Linked DNA regions of Mus musculus: regions 2, 3, 4, 5 and 6 are each linked to region 1. The links are chromatin contacts, called in public promoter capture Hi-C maps. All regions are on one chromosome and are shown on one strand. The core of a region is the stretch at or near the end of the contact, and the rest is flanking DNA. Distances in the headings are between cores, read along the strand shown. Region 1 holds the start of Plekho2 (pleckstrin homology domain containing, family O member 2). Region 2 holds the start of Rab11a (RAB11A, member RAS oncogene family). Region 3 holds the start of Herc1 (HECT and RLD domain containing E3 ubiquitin protein ligase family member 1). Region 4 holds the start of Dennd4a (DENN/MADD domain containing 4A). Region 5 holds the start of Dapk2 (death-associated protein kinase 2). Region 6 holds the start of Hacd3 (3-hydroxyacyl-CoA dehydratase 3).

Region 1 (2,859 bases), core at 248-2,747:
ACACCTTTAATCCCAGCACTCAGGAGGCAGAGGCAGGCGAATTTCTGAGTTCGAGGCCAGCCTGGTCTACAGAGTGAGTTCCAGGACAGCCAGGGCTACACAGAGAAACCCTGTCTGGAAAAACCAAAAAAAAAAAAAATTATTTTATGTATATGAGTGTTTTTTCTGCAGTTATGTCTGTGCACCACTTACATCCCTGGTACACGAGGAAGCCAGAAGAGAACCTCGGATCGTCTGGAACTGGAGTTCCAGACAGTTGTGAGCCACGATGTGGGTGCTGAGAATCAAAGCCAGGTCCTCTGGAAGAGCAGCAAGTGTTCCTAACCAATAGGTCATCTCACAACCCCTCTCCACCCTTTAGGTGTAAGGACCAGTTCCAGGCACGAGGGGCAGTGTGTTCCATCCTCTTTCACGTTGAACTGAAAAGGACCTGAGCCCAAAGGCCAGCAGAGGGCAGTGAAAGAGAAGTTTGGTCAACTGATGTAGCTGAGGTTAGGTCACCCAGAGTCAAAACAGATCATCATTAATCTATCCCACAAGCACAAAATTCTGGGTGCTGTAGCATGCAGCACACCTGACTAGGAAAGATAGTGTGTGTGTGTGTGTGTGTGTGTGTGTGTGTGCGCGCGCGCGCGGGATGCTGGAGGTTTGGCTGTGACAGTCACTCTCCGAGCCTGTTTCTTCAAAATAAAAATAAAAGTACATGGTAGAACTTAAAGGGTTTCTTCACTCTCTAGCAACGTGGTCAGGTCAGGGCCGAAGGGAGTTAGGGTGATGGAGTCGGCTCACAACATGAGAACCAGAAAGGGGTTGAACGAGGGAAAGGAGAGCACAGAGTTTGGGATTTCAGAGACCCTCTATTAAGGAACCGAGTCCAAACTTGATTCTGGTCATAAATTCCAAGCTCATGGCCGGCCCCACCCTGAAGTTCCACAGACCGAAGACCATAGCCACTACTTCAAATTGGGGGAAGAAAGGGGACGAGCCTCTTTGTGTACTCATTTCTGAACTGCCCTGGCAGCTGGATCCAGTCCCCCGCAACCCAGGCCCACTGGGTTAGGCAACCTCAAAGGCATCAGCTACCCACTGCCTCCCGGGCTTGCTTGGTCAGCCGCGCCCCCGCCCCGCCCCGCCCCGCCCCCGCCCTGCCCCACCCCGCCAGCATCCCTCGCCTCCGCCTCTGGGCCGGAAGCCCCCTCCCCCTCCGTATCCCCCACCTCCCTAGCCTCTACCCCCTCCCAGTCCTTCTCCCTGCTTTGGTCCGGGAAACCTCTCTCCGCCCTCTTCCTGCTACTTCAGCTCCGCCTAGGTTCTTCCGTCCATTCCCGGAGCTGAAGACAGGCCCCGCCCAGGATCCGCCCTGGCCCCGCCCCTGAACCCCCCACCCGGCCATGCTCCTCACCCAGCTGCGGGCGGGGGCTTGGAGGCCGCTGTATCCCTCCCTGGCCCCGCCCCCAGCCCCCGGAAGCCCCTCCCCGGCTCCAGCCCCGCCCCCCGAAGTTTCTTGGGCCCCGGGCGCCCGGCGGGACAGAAGACAGCAAGCCGCCGCCCGGCTGCGCGTAGATGGAGCAAGCGGAGCCCGCGCAACGCGGGCAGCAGTAAGCGGCGAAGCCGCCGGACCTTGCAAACTCGCCATGGAGGAGGAGGTGAGGGCGAGGGCTGGGCCAGACGGAACAAGAGTGCTGGGCTCGGGTGCTGCCCGTCCTACTTCCACGGGTCTTTCTGCACAGTCCTTCCCTTCAAGCAGAACCTGGACCAATGGGGTAGGGGCGGGATGGAGGTCTCGTCTGCATCCCGCCGACAGCATCCTCAGTTATGTTTTGGGCGTTTCTTACCAACTGGAAACAGTGCCTGTCATGGTTCCCATTGGATTGATGGGGAGACTGAGGCTCTGGAGAGTTGGGTGACTTGCTGAAAGTAGACAGGGTTGCTGTGCTTGAATCCCGTTACACCCTTTCTTGGCTTTCTTTGCCTGCCTCAGCCAGGTCTGCTTCTGAGGTGTGTGTTAGGGGAGGGAAGTTCTTCAGGGTCCTGGGTCACTGTTTTCAAGAAATCTGAGATTGTAACGGAGCCTGATGGCAGGAACGAAGAAATTGCTTTTGTCTTCCTTGTGTAAATATCTCAGAGTTCCCAGTGCTCTTGAGCTGTGTCTATCAGAGGATGTTAGTTGAAGGGTCAGGTCAACTGAGTCTCCCGGTAGCAAGGACTGGATCAGCAACGTCCCTTGGGCCTCCTCTGCCCTCTGCATACAAACTAGATTTTGGCCACATTCTCGTTATCCAAGTATTCAGTATACAGCAGTCACTTATTGCACGAGTAAGAAGACATTCTTATCCCTTGAAGGGCGGGGAAGAAGATGAAGCCTTCCCTCCTGTAGCCACCCAGGCCAGCTGGGGAGCCTTCAGTGAGCTCAGCCATCCGTATTCCTGTCAGTGAGCACTTGCGTATTTCCTGGAGTCACTGCAAGGCTGGCTGTTCCCTCTAGGCTAGACCCCGAGTTTCTGTGAGGTGGTAGATAAGTCACTTCCCCTCTCAGCCCGGGTTTCCTCTTCTATGAAACACAGGGCCTACCCTCCTCCGCTAGACCTAACTGTGGTCCCTGCACTCAGAGTGGGTACAGGTAGGGGTCAAAGTCAGGCCACTATGTTTTGCTGTGGTTTCTTTCCTTGCTGTCATGGCGGCTGCCTGCCCTCGGTTCCACTCCTGCAATGGCTGTGCTCTCTGTCCAAAGCCCCTCCCCGTGCTCCCAGAGGATGTGGGTCAGAATTACTCCATCTCCTGATCTGCTTTGGTCCCCAGTTAAAGGAAGTTCTCCTGGGGCTTCCTGGGCTCAGCAAAGTCAGCCCTGTTCTCCCTCTG
Region 2 (2,859 bases), core at 240-2,739, 840 kb after region 1:
TTTGTGACCTTGGATGTTACCCCATCAGTTAAGTTTCTACTCACCAAGTAGGAGCCGCCCTGTGATCTTGGATTCCTCAGAAACTCTAGTCCTCTCTGAGGCACTCCCAGACATGTTCTTGGCCACACCTTTCTTTCTGAGACCCTCACTTCCTCTTAAGTATATAGCTTAGAATCTATATTAAAAATCTCTTCTAATAAAGTCTGATTGTCTCACATATTGGTTCATCCTGAAATGTTTTGCTGCAGCAAAGTCAAGAATCAGTTTTTCTCCGAATCCAGGTCCCTAATAGATAAGGGAACTCCTCAGACTTGCTGGTGGCTGTCTGGAAGAACATCTCGTCCCTGCTGACAATCCTCCTTCCAACTTTGGAAAGACCTTAAGGACAACCCTGAGCTTATTCAGATAATAAAAAAATAACATCTCTGCTTAAGGTCAGTTGATTAGCAATTTGAATTCCATCTGTAGGCTGAATGACAAACATCTGTTTCCCAGGAATTATTAGATGACTATGCCTCTGTGTGGACGGAGGTGGAGGTGGGAAGGGGCAGAGGAGGACAGCAGGGCCAGCCTGAGCTATATTCTGGGGTACAGAGGGGGAGTGAAACCACCTCAAACAACAAGAACAAAATTATTAGGAGATGCTGTGGCAAATTTCTTGAGTCTTAACACTGATATTTGCTAACATGGGAATTGCCATTCTTCTTGTGTTAAAATTTATTTAATCGGGCTTAGCTCGAAGGCCAGAAAATAGGACTCAAGATCTTGAATCTTTATGAGAAAGGGTGGGCGAAGTTCTCTTAATGACATCTGGAGATAGTGCAATAGATTTGTGGAGAGATTGAGTGGGTGAGGAGTGCCTATCCTTAACTGAAGCTGAGGGTATAAAATTCCAGCAAAAGGAATCAAGTAACAAACTTTCTCCAAGGCTAAGAAAAACCAAAGAGTTCAATAGGTCTCCATGAAGATCAGATACTACTGAATTGACAAGATTGATTAGTGTAGTCTTCATAGGTAAAGGCTACCTGTGGTTCAATCCAAGAGCAGATATAACAAGGTTATTCTATTATTCAATATGAGCTAAAGAATACAATCAATATGAGTTAAAAGTATGAAGAAAAGGGAGCAGGTTCCACCGAGATTTGAACTCGGATCGCTGGATTCAGAGTCCAGAGTGCTAACCATTACACCATGGAACCAGCACGGAGGCAGCAGTGCCTTCGGGTCTCTAATGCTGACAAAACTCCGCCCCCAACCGGAAGCCAGATACTAAAAGATTTACACTTCGCTTCTCTGAATGATTGGGGAGAAGAACAAGCCAAAGGCTCCAAGGACCATTTTAGGATTGTTTTTCCTGTATGCCTTCCCAAAGCCGGGTGAGAATGTGGTGTCCACTCCTGCGCATTCCACCCTGCCTAGCTTATGGGCGGGGTGCCATCTCTCCGGAAGTACTTTCTGCGAGGGGCTGGGGCCTTCCGGAAGTGACGCATACAGGGCGGGGCTCGTCACCGGGTCCGGCAGCTGAAGCTCCTCGCTCGCTCGGGTTACCCCTGCAGCGACGCCCCCTGGTCCCGCCGCCGTTGCCACCGCCGCTCCCGCCCCTCAGCTCCTCGGCCGCGCCATGGGCACCCGCGACGACGAGTACGACTACCTCTTTAAAGGTGAGGCCGTGGGCCAGCGAGAGCCCATTTGGGGCCCGAGACACTCCCGGGGGACCCGCGCAGGGCCAGCCCTGCCCTGGTCGGAGTCCGCCTCGGCGCTTCCTTCCTGCCGCCCCGTCGGGGGTCCCGCCGCTCGTCCGGGTTCCCGCGCCCTTGGGAGGCCTGACGAGCCGCGGCGCCCCTCTCTGTATGTCCTCCCCGATGGCTGCGTCCCTCACGGCCGTGCAGTTCCTTCCCTGGGCGTCTCGAGCCCCTCCTCTTGGATGCTGCTGCTCGTCTCACGTCCCCCCTCTGACAGGCCCCTGCCTGGGCTGAGCACCCATATCGGGACACCCACTGGCTCGGGGGGCGGGGGTGTTGCTTTTTCTCTTTTCTGTTCGTTTCCCTTTTCTTCCCTTCCCTCCTCGTGAGCCTTTTCCTGGGCTTCGGCCAGATTCGCCCGTCCCCGGGCCCCCACCCCCATCCCCGCAGACCTCGAGGTCAGTACCCGCGGACTGTCCCCTCCCTCCCCACAGACGGGCAACTAATGTTTAGCACTCCGGAGCGACCTGGCTGGTGGGAGGGAGAGAAGGGGAGGGCAAGAGGGGCTGTCCATCACTCCTGGCGTTCATGCACTTGTCGCAGTGTCCAGGCAAGCAGATGACTTCCCACCTCGCGTTTTTCTTTTTTTTTTTTTTTCCCCCCCTTTTCATCTCTGTCCCTGCCTAGCTACAACCAGACCGGGATAACTCCTTTTACTTGGCTTTCGAGAAGGGGCTGCGGATGGGTGGTGGCTGTTATCCCTGCCAGACCTGAAGGCCCAGTTCCCGAACAGGAAAGGTTGTGCGCTGCACAAATACTAGCGAGCTTATCACTGTGGACTGGTTGCTTCCTGCTGCAATACTGGGAGGATCCGACAGGAAGGGAAGAACCCTGGTTGGTCACATACCTTTCCCAAACAGTGAGAGAGGGTTATAGTGCTAGCGTGCCCTTTTAGTGAAATCAAGAATTTATTACAGGATGGGGGGAAATGTGGAGCCGGTGGACAGAACAGGGAAGAATGTAAATAGAGACTTGCTTATGGGTTGAGTCCGCGAAGAAGCTGAAGTGAAAGGATACAGTTCTCAGTGACGAGAGAGTACAGTGAACGCTTTTTTTGTTCATGAATGCGCTCTCACTTTCGTAGCCTTGCTCTGCTCCTGAATTAGAAGGGCAGCCA
Region 3 (2,859 bases), core at 216-2,715, 770 kb before region 1:
TATAATCAAAGGCACATCACCATCAATTTTTTAAAAACTTTGAAGCTTACTTTCTCCTCATCGCAATTAATTTTTCTTTTCTTTATATAAACACCGGCCCGATTTAGAGGACTCATCACACAAAAAAAGAAAAACTATAAAAATAACTCAGATATTATATCCAAAAAGAACAATGTTAAGGTTTGACTTTTAAAGCTATTTGAGCAACAATCATTTTGAAAGAAGACACAATGAAATATGGTGACGGCTGGGAACAGCCAATGATAATGAACAAGTAACCCGGCTTAATCAAGTGGGCCAAAGGAATGGTTCAAATAAAACAAATCATTTTGGGAACATACATAAAATAAGGAAGTACCATTCAAGGACAAGCTAGGTACTCTTAAAAAACAAAAGAGTCTGTTAGAAATATATCAAAATATTAACAGTGAAATGCTATCTCTGGAGATGGGTTATTAATTCGTTGGAATTTATCACTCTTGATTACCTATACACCTTCAAGGTATTACACACATTTTTAAAACTAACGCAAATGGAGATTTTTGTCCCTGTGCTTCACAGCTACCATACACATGCATGCATAGTACATACATACATACATACATACATACATCGCGTCTTTACATAACCTCCTGGGAGAGGTAGGTACCAAGCTTCTGTCCTCGTGTCTCCTGGGAACCTGCCACCCATCACTGTTCCCAGGGTTAGCTCCTGTCATCACCACCATCCACCTCTCACCCTGGAGACTACACAACTGTCGCCTCGTCTCCGCTCCAGGTAGCAAGGGCTTTAGAAATTGTTATTTTATCCGAAGAGAGATTCAGAGAAAGGTTTACCGAAAGGATGAGCAGCCCCCACCCAAAAGCGCAGACGAGGAGAAAGACGCACGGTCTCAACCTCCACCCCTCCGAAGTCGGCCGGCGACAGGGAGCACCGGAGTCGCGACTCTCCTCAAGAGGAAGAGATGGGAGAGCCGCTCCCCAGTCCCAGTCCCAGCTAAGAGAGACGCGCTCGATAGCGGATAAAGGGGAGAAGGTCACAGACGCGACCCCTGAGGCGCTGAGGGGCGCAGACTGCAAGCTTATTCAGGGGCGGGTCCCTCCCTCCGGCAGGTGGCTCGGCTTCCAACAGGCTTCCAGGGGGCCAGGGGTTCCTCGGGCCTCCGCCCGCCGTCCACCCGGAGCCAGCAGTCCCGCTCGGCGGGCGGCCCCGGAACGGCCCCGAGCGGCTCGGCCGGGCCAGCCGATCACACACTCGGGAGGTCACGATGGCGAAAGAGAACGTGTTACCTACCGTACGTGGGTCGGGAGCTGGCGGCGATGGGGTGCGGCTCCAGCACCCGGCACCCGGCTGGCCAGCGGCCGCGCTAGCCGCGTCCTTTATATTTTTGCTGCAGCGGCGGCGACTTGTCAAAGGGAAAGACGTAAGAGGCGGCGGCGGCAGCGGCGGCAGCGACGGCGGCAGCGGCAGCGGCAGGCGAGTCTCGCGGGACTTATGAGGGAACTCTCGCGAGATCAGAAGCGCTGGTCCTGCCTCCTCCGGGCCTCGCGCGGGAGGTGGGAGGCAACCTGAGAGGAAAAGGGAGAGAAGATGCCGGCTTAGGCAGTGATGGGAAAGCGATGAGTACATCGCCGGCCGGGAGACCCTTCCTGTGAGGGTACTGGGGACACTCTACCGCCCCATGTCTCTTAACCGCTGGGTCCTCGCGGAGTCACGTGTGCCCGTAGGGAACTATCAATTGGGGGCATTTCACAAAGGGCGCTGAAGGATCAGGCGAGCGTGGATGTGTTCAGGATGAGTACGGGACAGTCTGCAAGAGGATCGGGGTCCGAATGCTGCCGAGGCCTCGGGGCTGCCGAGGACCGAGAGAAAAAGCTGCGGCCGGCCACACCCCTTTATCTCGGCTGCTTGCCGGGCGCTCTACTCCCTTTATCTCCCATCACAGTCTGCCCTTAACCTTGTGGCTGGTTAAGTTTACGCCCAAGCAAGTGTTTAAGTTGACCAACTTCTGCCCTGTCTGAGGAACACGGGAGGATTGACCTTTAGTACAGGTCTTGACCCTGACCTATACAGTGATGCACTCTGAGGAAGAACACTAACTTGGTCATCTAGCCCAACGTCTAGCATAGATGTAGGCGCTCAAATGTTGAATTGATATTGTTGAATGCCTCTGTACTTAAGGACTCCCAATCTCACCACTGTAGCCACCTTCAGCAAAAGGTTTTTCTGGAGAGAGAGCGGTTAAGAGGGCTATCTCTTACAGAGTGACTTGGCTTCACTTCACTTCAGGATGTCCAAAACCACTTGTAACTTCAACACTCACTTCTGAACGCTACAAGAACCTGCACTCGCGTTAACATACCCACACATACACATGAATTTGTTTTTGTTTTCAAGACAGGGTTTCTCTGCATCGCCCTGGCTGTCCTGGAACTCTCTGAAGACCAGGCTTTTTCCTGATTCTGCTCCAGAGTGCTGGGACTAAAGGCTTTTGGGGAAGGGGGGACGTTATAAATAAAATCTTTTTAAAAAATTCTTGTGCTAAAGACATAAACATACATGGTATAAGCAGCTGGGTGGGGTGGCAATCTCTGTGAGCTTGAGGCCAGTTTGGTCCACATACTGAGTTCCTCCCCTTTGGTTCAATTGGAAATGTGTATCATACAAATTTAGCCTAAGACAAAAGCTACTCTCAGCTTTGTGTGTGACTTGGAATGGCTTGCTTGGCTTCCCTGGACCTCAGTTCCTAATCTGTTCATTTAGAATATTAGTTATTATGACAGGGTTCCTCCTTAGAGGAGTATAGATAATGAGATAATCACTAAATAGAACTTCTAATGGTGCATATAAACTTCTATG
Region 4 (2,859 bases), core at 196-2,695, 770 kb after region 1:
CCCACTTTCCCCTCAGATAAATACAAGCCTGTTGACTGATGCCTGTCCTGTTTTGCAAACAAGAAATAACTGTCCTATAAGACAAATAAAAACCGTCTCTACCGCTCTGAGGCCAACCATTCGTCTGAAGGAAAAGCACACTGGAGCAGCAACATCCAAGTTTCCCTTTACGTCCTGTCATTTAAAAGCACCATAAAAGAGATGTCGCTGCGACCCAATTCTAGGTCACAAGCTTTTTTGCCCCTTCTCCCCCTGCCCCCTCCTTCGTCTTTCCCCTCTAGAAAGAGATAAACTTCAAAAGGAGTGGTGATGACCAAGAATTGCGCGCGCGTGTGCACAGACACACACACACACACACACACACACACACACACACACACACACACACACACTGGTCAACTTGGACGCTGGCCGGGCTCACGTGGAACCTGAGCCCCAGCCGGGCCCCGGCATCTGGACTGAACAGCCGCGGGAAAGCAGCCCCCGCCGCGGGTTTGAAACCCAGAGCAGGTGGGATTCCGGGAAGCAACCTTACGTAACGAGCTTGTCAAAATCCCAGCTTCAGGACCTCCCCACCGTCCGCCCCCGCCCCATCACCCCAACAACAACAGCCCCAGGCCAGCACCAAATGGCCAGTCCGGAGGGACCCCCCCGGTGTCCCGCGCTCGTTCCCACACGGAGGCGCGCGAACGCCATCGACAGCATCTCGCCATCCTCCGGGACGGCCAGAGCCCCTCCTAGCAGCTGCCCGCGCCTAGCGGCCCTCCAAGTCCTATCACCCGGCTCGGCGTCCCCCTGCCAGTCACCTCCTCAGGGCCGTGACAGCTCCCTATGCCACCGATGCCCACGCCGCCGCCCCCGCCACTCACCTCCCCGCCGGCCCCCGCGCGAGCACCGGGAAGAGCCTGAGATGCAGAGTCTGATCCCCTCATGCGCGGCGGGCGGGACACGAGGGGGCTGAATGTCGCGGCGCTTGCAGCCAGCTTAGCTCATCTCCCGGCCCGGCGCTCCGCCCAGCCGTCTCAGTCAGACGGGACTCCCCCTCCCCGCGCGGTCGCCAAAGCCTCCGCCTCCTTCCTCAGCACCAGCCGCCGAACCCGCCGCGGCCGGCGCCATCTTGGGAGTGACGGTAAAGACATGGGGGCGGGGACTATGGCAACAAAAACCAATCACAGGCCGAATCTGACCCGAGGGGCAGGAATGGGCCGAGCTAGGGGGTGGGTCGTGGGGGGAGGGGACTAACAAGGGTCCCGCAAGTGGGCGGGCCGCTGGGTGGGGCTGTGGGCGGGGTGGGGCCGGGCTGGCTGGTGACGGCGAGTGTAGCTGGGGAAACGCGTCGTGGTTCCCCTTCAGGTTGGGAGATTCCGAGCCCCTGGCGAGTAAGAACAAGGCGCACTGTACCTTCCTCTTTCACAAGCATCCAGCTATGGCCAACAGACCTGCTTCTTCCTTCCCGGCACTGCTGCTTGGTGCAGTGGTCTGAGCTGAGATCCGCCCACCAAAGTCACTGGTATTCTGCAGAAAACCCCCTAAGCGGTTAGCAACCACCAGTAGCTTTCAGTCCCGAGACAGAGGTCAGGGAAAAGGGGGAATTCAGAGGGGTTCTCTGAAAAGCGCGTTGATAAAACAGCTATTGTTGATTGAAAGGGTGTCCATTACATTGATTAATTGGATATGGCCTACTTAAACTAGACTGCAGGTCTACTGTTAATGGCTATTGGCAAGATGCCTTTGAAAAATGTGGATAATAAAGGTTGATTACCTCTACAGAGTTACTCAGAAATGTAAAGTGTATGCCTAAAAAGTATTGAATAATGTTAGCTGGAATTCTATGAACAAATGAAGGAAGAAATAGGACCTTTTAAAAAAAAATTCCTCTAGGTTGAAGTTAATCTATGCAAAACAGGCTTCATCTTTATTGCCAACCGAGATTACAGTTTTATTTTATACCTCCACTCCTTCTCTTGGACTCATTCATCCAGACAATATTGTTGGAAAACCCAGCAGGGCTGACACACAACAGTCAGGGAACCAGAAAAGGTCTGCTTTGAGGGAGTTGAGGTCTAGTGGGAGAAGCTCAACAACAACAACAACAACAACAACAACCAAATATATTTAATGCTTGGAGAAGAAACATAAAAGTTCTAGGAAGAATTCTAGGTAGCAGATAACAGGGTGGTTTTTGAAACCAGAGTGATCAAGGCTGTGCCTCTCTGAAGTGCAGGAAGAAGCCAGTAATGGAAGAAAGGCCCCAGAGAATTGAGTAAAGCAAAAAGATCATGCAGAGAACCTGCAATAGGGAGGAGCTTGGCTTTTAGAACTGCGAGGAATCTGTGTTGATGAGAAATGTATTTTGCCTGGAGAAGCCTTCCATTAGATTAGAGAGGGAGTTGAGAGCTCCGTTGTATAGGGCCTAGAAATACAAGACTATCCTTAATTCTAACTGCAGGCCGAAGCCACTGAATGGCAAGTAGGGAACAAAGCAGCTGGGAACAGTGAGTGGTACTTGAAGAATGGCATCTATATTTATATTCTAGACAACATATGGACCAGAGAACCTGATTGAGAGGGTTTGTTTTTTTTTTTTTAAATCTAAGTTTGAGTCTCTTCAACACTGAGTTCACCAAATATAGTTCAAATTGTTTAAAAAATGTGTGGGCATCACATTATATTGTGTAGATAAAAATACACTAATTTCACTGAAAATTATTAAATAATACCATTGTTGATCCCCACACCCTCCCCCCCCCCTTTTTTTTTTTTTGTTTTGCTTTTCCGGGACAGGGTTTCTCTGTTCAGTCCTGGCTGTCCTGGAACTCACTCTGTAGACCAGACTGGCCTCAAACTCAGAAACCCGCC
Region 5 (2,859 bases), core at 148-2,647, 580 kb before region 1:
CCATCCCACGGTATCCTTGCTGTGGACTGGGGTTTGGGGTAAAAACTTAACATTGAAACAAAAGTCTGAACCCACTGGGATCGGGTCTAAGTCACTTGTTAGACAAAAGGAGAAATCTGAGGTCCAGAGAGGGAAAGGGACCTTTCCACCATGGCACAGCTAGGCCATCAAACTTCCCAGGGCTTCTCTTGATACCCACACAACTCCTCCATGGATGGCTCAGGACTGGAAAGCCAGTGGCTTCTGGGAGAACAGTTCCAAGGAGAAGGTGCCCAAGTTTGGCAGGGACAGGCAGTGGTTTGGAACACGTGCGCACATACACACACACATGAAGAATCCTCAGACTCAGGTCTGGGGAAACTGCCAGCAGTGCCAGCAGAAGGGAGGAGACTCTAGCATCACAGAACCCCTTTGGATGATCCCTGATAAGGATGTTGGGGCTCAGAAGGTCAGCCACCTCCCTGAGTTGACATGAGAAAAACTCAGTCTTTTAATAAAAGGTTCAGCTTCTTTGGGCAGCCGGACTGTTTGCCCCCCACATCTAACAGAATAGAAGGCTCTAGAGAAGCTGTCAGGGTTGGCTGGTTTATTCCCTCCAGCAGGTAGTTTGTTGTCCCGGGGCAACAGATACCCACCCATTCCTGACACTTCAGTCAAGCCTCCAAAGACAGCTACTGGTCTATCAATACCATGACTTTAGATGCCAAAAACTTAACCGGCGGGCAGGTGGAGACAGGGAGGGCTTTGAACCCAACTCTGAAGCAGTCAAGGTACCAGCCACTTTTAGTCAACAAAATTCCCCTAGGATGCCAAGCCAGTTAGTTGGGAACTAGTGTCAGAAACCAAAAGAGCTGCCCCCAGCTACCTTTAGATGACAGGGAACCAGGGAGTGTCCCTCCACCTGCCCGCAGCTGTTAGGCCACACTGGAGGTTCATTTCACAGGAAGCAACCTCCCGGGCTGAGGCGGGGAGGAGGAGGTGTGAGCCCACAGAGGCTGGGCTTGTTTCTCTCCTATTGGGGACTTTTGAGGGGGCCAAACTTGATGCATGGTTGTTTCCATTCTCCTGCCCAGATGTCAGGCCTCTGTCCGTCAATCCCCATCCCGTCTCTGGGACCAGAGTGTCAAGCTTAGGAGGCACCCCGAGGTAGTAGTAGCCTGCAGACTGGCCTCCGGGTGCCGTCCCAGCGCACAAACCACAGAACGGCTATATCCTAGACAGGCAATGCCCGACCACCCCAGCCACTGCTGCCGTCGAATCCCGCGGCCCGGGCGCTACTCACGGCGAAAGGCTGCGCTGCATGTGCGGAGAGCTGGACGTGCACCGGGGCGCGGCGGGGTGCGCGGCGCTCCGCTCTGCTCTGCTCCCTGCGCCCGGCGTCCGCCCGCAGAGCCGCCGAGGAGCAGAGGGGGCGGAGCGGCCAGCCCGGTCCCAGGCGCCGGCTGGAGGCGCGCCCGGACACTCGGCCCGGAGCTCGGGGCGCCCCCTGCTGGAACCCCCGCGGGACCGCCCCGAGGTGAGGACTTGGATGCTCGTCCCTTCCCGCCCTGTCTCTCACATGCTGTGCCACCTGGAACGAATCAACTTGAGTAAGCTAATGATCAACGCACTTCACAACCCAGCACAATTGCCAGAAAACAGAATTTCTCTGCCCTTCGTCCCCACCCACGCACACCCTGACTGATCAGATTCTCTGGGGACCTCGCTCCACACAAGGGTAGGAAGCTCTCATGTGCCCCACTCATTCCCGGCCCAGCTTGAAGACTGCCCATATTTGCCTATTACCACGCCAACCCTGGCACCATTCTTGAGTGTAGTCCGTGTATCACCATTAAGCCTGTCTTAATGAAGGACTTGGGAGTTGATTCTCCCTTCCTTTTGCAAATTATCAGAAGGAGAAAATATCAGTGGTAGCGTTGGTGGCTGGAAACAAAACTGAAGTTCAATGGTCTCCATTCAAGACCAGAGACATTTTAAGGATGGCCACCTAGAGCCTCCAGCCCTAAGTCACTGTGACAGCTAACACTGTCAATGTGACTGGATTTACAATCAGGAGATAAACCTCTGGGTATGCCTATAGGAATTTCTAGATTGTGTTTCCAGAGCTTTAGTGAGACCAGCCCTAGATGTGCACAGCAATGGTCCACGGGCTGGGGTCCAGGAATTAAAAAAAAAAAATCGGTGAGGAGAAACTGGCTAGTGAGGGCTGCTCTTCTCTGACCATTGCTGCAATATCTGGGACAGCCTCCGGGAAGATCCCAGACCTTTGCGTGTGACCTTTCAGATCTGTGCAGTTTAGAGGGCTCTCTGTGAACAGAGAACCAGGATTCACCTCATATTTCTCTCTCCCTCCCCCTCCCCTTCCCCTCCCCCCCCTTCCTGAGGCTGGGCACAATGTACCCAGCTGCGCCACGCTCCTGCTGCCATGATGGACTATACCCTATACCTTCTAACTGTGAGCCCGTTCTTGAGTTGCCTCCCCCACCCCTTGAGTACTTTCTCACAGCAACAAGAAAAGTAGCACAGATCCCCCCTTAGGGATCCTCCCTAGAGCTAAGGATGTAAGATTCTGAGTCATGGGTGTAGTCCAAAGTCCTGCCCTATCATCCATGTGTGGTCAGCCACCAGAAAGTGGGAACAACAACCCTTCTGGTAGCTTCCAGTGAAGTCCTGAGTAGCACTGGCGGAGGGTGACATGTGAAATGTGCCCAAGGAGCACACTACCCCTCAGCCTTTTCAACACCAGGAACCCTGAAAATGCCACTGAGTACCGCCCAACTCTCTCATTGTGTCTTGAACAGTCTCAGGGAAGATCCCAGACCTTCACTTGCGTGTGACTTTCAGGTTTGTGCAGGTTCT
Region 6 (2,859 bases), core at 119-2,618, 560 kb after region 1:
TCCTCTAAGTCCTTCAAGCATCAGAAGAGTCTGTAAAAAGGTGAACATCAGAGCCAAGCAGGATCTCTTGCCAACAGCAGAAACTAGGCGTACGTCCTGGCAATAGCCTTTATCAGTGTCAAGGACCAAATGAAAGCTTTCTGCAGGAGTAATGACTGATCTCTGAGAAGGGAGACATGGCCCTGAGCCAAACAGGGCTAGGAGGGGGGGGGGCAGTCTCTAGAGAGGACAGTGTGGTTTCTTTTTCATTTGACTGACATCATCATAAAAGCCTTATTCCCATCCCCCTGCCCCTGGCCTTGCCTTCTAGTCTCCCTCACCCTGCCCCACCACCGTGTACTTTTTAGCCTGGATGATAAACTCTACTTTATTTCCCTTTCCTTTGTTTGTTCAGGTTGGCCTTGAACTCAGTACGTAACTAAGGATGACTTTGCACTTCTGAACATCTCAAGTGCTGAGATTACAGGTGTTCACCACTAGTCCTGATTTATGTGCTATTGGGGATCAAACCCACTACCGACTAGGCTATAGTCCTCTAGTCCTCTAGTCCTCTTACTAATCTCTGTCTCTCTGTCTCTGTCTCCTTATTGATTTCCCTGGAAATGGGCCCATAATAGCTGTGCTCCTTTACAGAAAAACTTAGAAACAGATGATGACACTACAAGGAGCTGAGGTTATAGTAGAGTGCCTGTCTGCAGCATCCAGGTCCTCAAATGCTCAGGACGGGGCTAGGGATGCCAAGGAACTGATTTGTTTGTTTGCTTATTAGTTCATGTAGATAGCTATAACGAATGGGCTGTTCTGTTTGTTGGGCAGTGAATGGAAACCATCTCTCTTAAAACAGGAAGCCTGAGGCCAGGGGAGGTGTTGCACACCTTTAAATCACAAGGGAGGCAAAAGCAGACGACAGGTCCCTGGATCTGGTCTACCAAGTGAATTTCAGGTCACCTAGAGCTACATAGTAAGACAGACAGAAAGAAGAAAGAAAGGAAGGAAGGAAGAAAAAAAAAAAGCAACACCAATGTATGTCTTGAATGGCTCATCTGTCTTTCTGTGTGTGGCCTTGAAGCCCAGGGAGGAAGTGGGTTCTCACTAAACGCTGCGATCATACAAAAAAACTTGGAAGGGATCCTTGCACACAAGCCTCTTCATACGCCGCCAATCCGCCCTTTCTTTGTAGATTAGAGCCTCTCACTTTCATGTTCTTGTGCAAGGACCTCTCTGAAGCGCCACAGGAGGTAAGCGAGGAGCTCAAAAGCCTCTGATCCGAAGGCCACTGAGCCGCTGATCACGTGGCGCAGCCGCTAGCCTCTCCCACGTCCCGCCCCGTCCTCTCCCTCGCTGGGTTCGCCCCGCCCTCCCGCCCCGGTCCTCACTGCGCAAGCGCGAGCCGCGAGCGTGGGTTATCTCGAGACAGCCGGGCTGCGGGCTGCGGAGCGTGCGGGTCTGAGGCCTGCGTTCTGCTAGCTCCAGCGGCTCACAGGCCGAGGTAACGAGGCGCAGCAAGCCGAGCCTCCCCGCTCCCCCGGACAGCGTGGGCCATGGAGACTCAAGTGCTGACGCCGCATGTCTACTGGGCTCAGCGACACCGCGAGCTGTATCTGCGCGTGGAGCTGAGTGACGTGCAGGTAAAGGCCGGGCTGCGGGCTGCGCGCAGGATCGGGGGCCCCCCGGTCCCCGTCGGCCGCCCTGTGCGTTTGCGCTCCTGCAGTGCGCCAGCAGGAACCGCGAGTGGAGCGCCCCGGTCTCCCTTAGGGGCTGCAGGTGCCGTCCGGCGTTCTGCGCTTGGCCCCGGTATCCCCTTTGTTCCTGGTAGGCGCCCTGGGGAGCCTCAGCAGAGTCCTGGAAGCCGGCGGCTGGCCTTCGGGTTGCCTAAGGCCCTCTGAATTGTGGGATGAGCTCCGTGGGTCTAAAGTGCGGCTTGACAGTGGCCTGTTGTGCGGTAGCAGGACGTCAGCGCTGGCCTCTGAGGTTTAGTCCGGGCGGCCCATTGACCTTCTCAAGGCCCGTCGCTGGGCTGGGCGGGGGGCAACCCCCCAACCGTTCAGTGATAGAAATCTACACCACACCTCCGCTCACCAAGGAAATGATTTCCATCCTCTCTTTAAGGCTGCGAGCTCAGCCTTAGCAAGTTGCGTAAAGAAATTATCGTGTGACATTAAGTATTCATTTCACCACGTTTACCTATTAATGTGAGCAAATCAAATCCCTGGGAACTTCCCATGTCTCTAACCAGACCATCCAGTATTCTGTGTGAAGCGAGTGGTTTTGGTCTGGAATGTTCTTTCCCTAGTCTCCTTGACATCCATGGTATTGTAATCTTCATTCCTCTGAACTGTTTCTTGCTCGCAGTTAGATACCTGTCTGAATTCATCAATTCATCTGGTCTATTTTCTTGCAGGGTCTAGGTGCCCATGTCCACTTGAGTCTAATCTTTGCTTCTGGAATGTAAATAATTTCCCCTTGTGAACGATGAAGCTAATACTGGCCAGAATGTCTTTGAGTAAGCAGTAAATTTCATTTAAGGTGTAAGCAAACCCGAATAAATGCTACTCTAGAATAGGATGAATAATTCTCTGTGCTATTGTTCTCTACTCTGCTACAAGATTCTTTGCTAAAATAGAAAAAAAAGTTTTTGTTTTTAATTTTTATTTTTGTATTTTGGAGACAGTCATGCTATATAGTTATGGCTGGCCTGGAACTTACTATGTAGACCAAGGCTGGCCTGGAACTCACAGAGATCTGCCAGCCTCTGCCTCCTGAGTGCTGGGATTCCAAGTGTGCACCACCATGCCCAGAGATTCGAGTTTGAAACACGTTAACAGTGAACACTGTGAAGGTGGAGAAGAAAGGAGAACA

What was found. Promoter capture Hi-C pulls out the DNA fragments that hold promoters and counts their contacts.
Region 2: a promoter capture Hi-C map of erythroid cells shows a contact between it and region 1, with 31 times the contacts expected there. The contact joins the promoter of Rab11a here to the promoter of Plekho2 in region 1. A contact is called at or near these places in 1 of 39 promoter capture datasets (erythroid cells) and 1 of 484 Hi-C or Micro-C datasets (CD8 T cells).
Region 3: a promoter capture Hi-C map of erythroid cells shows a contact between it and region 1, with 32 times the contacts expected there. The contact joins the promoter of Herc1 here to the promoter of Plekho2 in region 1. A contact is called at or near these places in 5 of 39 promoter capture datasets (erythroid cells, liver, pre-B cells and 1 more), 2 of 115 datasets of contacts at active chromatin or transcription factors (fetal liver and memory CD8 T cells) and 1 of 9 other capture datasets (adipose tissue).
Region 4: a promoter capture Hi-C map of erythroid cells shows a contact between it and region 1, with 14 times the contacts expected there. The contact joins the promoter of Dennd4a here to the promoter of Plekho2 in region 1. A contact is called at or near these places in 2 of 39 promoter capture datasets (erythroid cells and pre-B cells) and 2 of 115 datasets of contacts at active chromatin or transcription factors (memory CD8 T cells and microglia).
Region 5: a contact with region 1 is called in a promoter capture Hi-C map of erythroid cells, with 21 times the contacts expected there. The contact joins the promoter of Dapk2 here to the promoter of Plekho2 in region 1. A contact is called at or near these places in 1 of 39 promoter capture datasets (erythroid cells) and 2 of 115 datasets of contacts at active chromatin or transcription factors (bone marrow-derived macrophages and embryonic forebrain).
Region 6: a contact with region 1 is called in a promoter capture Hi-C map of fetal liver, with 3 times the contacts expected there. The contact joins the promoter of Hacd3 here to the promoter of Plekho2 in region 1. A contact is called at or near these places in 2 of 39 promoter capture datasets (erythroid cells and fetal liver) and 2 of 115 datasets of contacts at active chromatin or transcription factors (memory CD8 T cells and microglia).

The regions. Positions count from the first base shown.
Region 1 is chr9:65,578,725-65,581,583 of GRCm38.p6, reverse strand. Plekho2 (pleckstrin homology domain containing, family O member 2) reads left to right here and starts at 1,497. Exons shown (of 6, transcript NM_153119.3): 1 at 1,497-1,646. The coding sequence starts at 1,635.
Region 2 is chr9:64,736,386-64,739,244 of GRCm38.p6, reverse strand. Rab11a (RAB11A, member RAS oncogene family) reads left to right here and starts at 1,489. Exons shown (of 5, transcript NM_017382.5): 1 at 1,489-1,661. The coding sequence starts at 1,622. n-TQctg9 (a tRNA gene) reads right to left here and starts at 1,199; the gene lies at 1,128-1,199.
Region 3 is chr9:66,349,056-66,351,914 of GRCm38.p6, reverse strand. It overlaps Herc1 (HECT and RLD domain containing E3 ubiquitin protein ligase family member 1), which reads right to left and starts at 1,465. Exons shown (of 78, transcript NM_145617.3): 1 at 1,294-1,465. It overlaps Gm30447, which reads left to right. Exons shown (of 2, transcript XM_006511600.4): 1 at 1-1,294; 2 at 1,397-1,590. The coding sequence starts at 844. The coding sequence ends at 1,572.
Region 4 is chr9:64,809,597-64,812,455 of GRCm38.p6, reverse strand. It overlaps Dennd4a (DENN/MADD domain containing 4A), which reads right to left and starts at 1,445. Exons shown (of 35, transcript NM_001162917.1): 1 at 1,436-1,445; 2 at 870-1,116. Gm36459 (a long non-coding RNA gene) reads left to right here and starts at 1,041. Exons shown (of 3, transcript XR_379559.2): 1 at 1,041-1,129; 2 at 1,354-1,510.
Region 5 is chr9:66,156,764-66,159,622 of GRCm38.p6, reverse strand. It overlaps Dapk2 (death-associated protein kinase 2), which reads right to left and starts at 1,397. Exons shown (of 12, transcript NM_010019.3): 1 at 1,283-1,397.
Region 6 is chr9:65,020,226-65,023,084 of GRCm38.p6, reverse strand. Hacd3 (3-hydroxyacyl-CoA dehydratase 3) reads left to right here and starts at 1,368. Exons shown (of 11, transcript NM_021345.2): 1 at 1,368-1,628. The coding sequence starts at 1,542.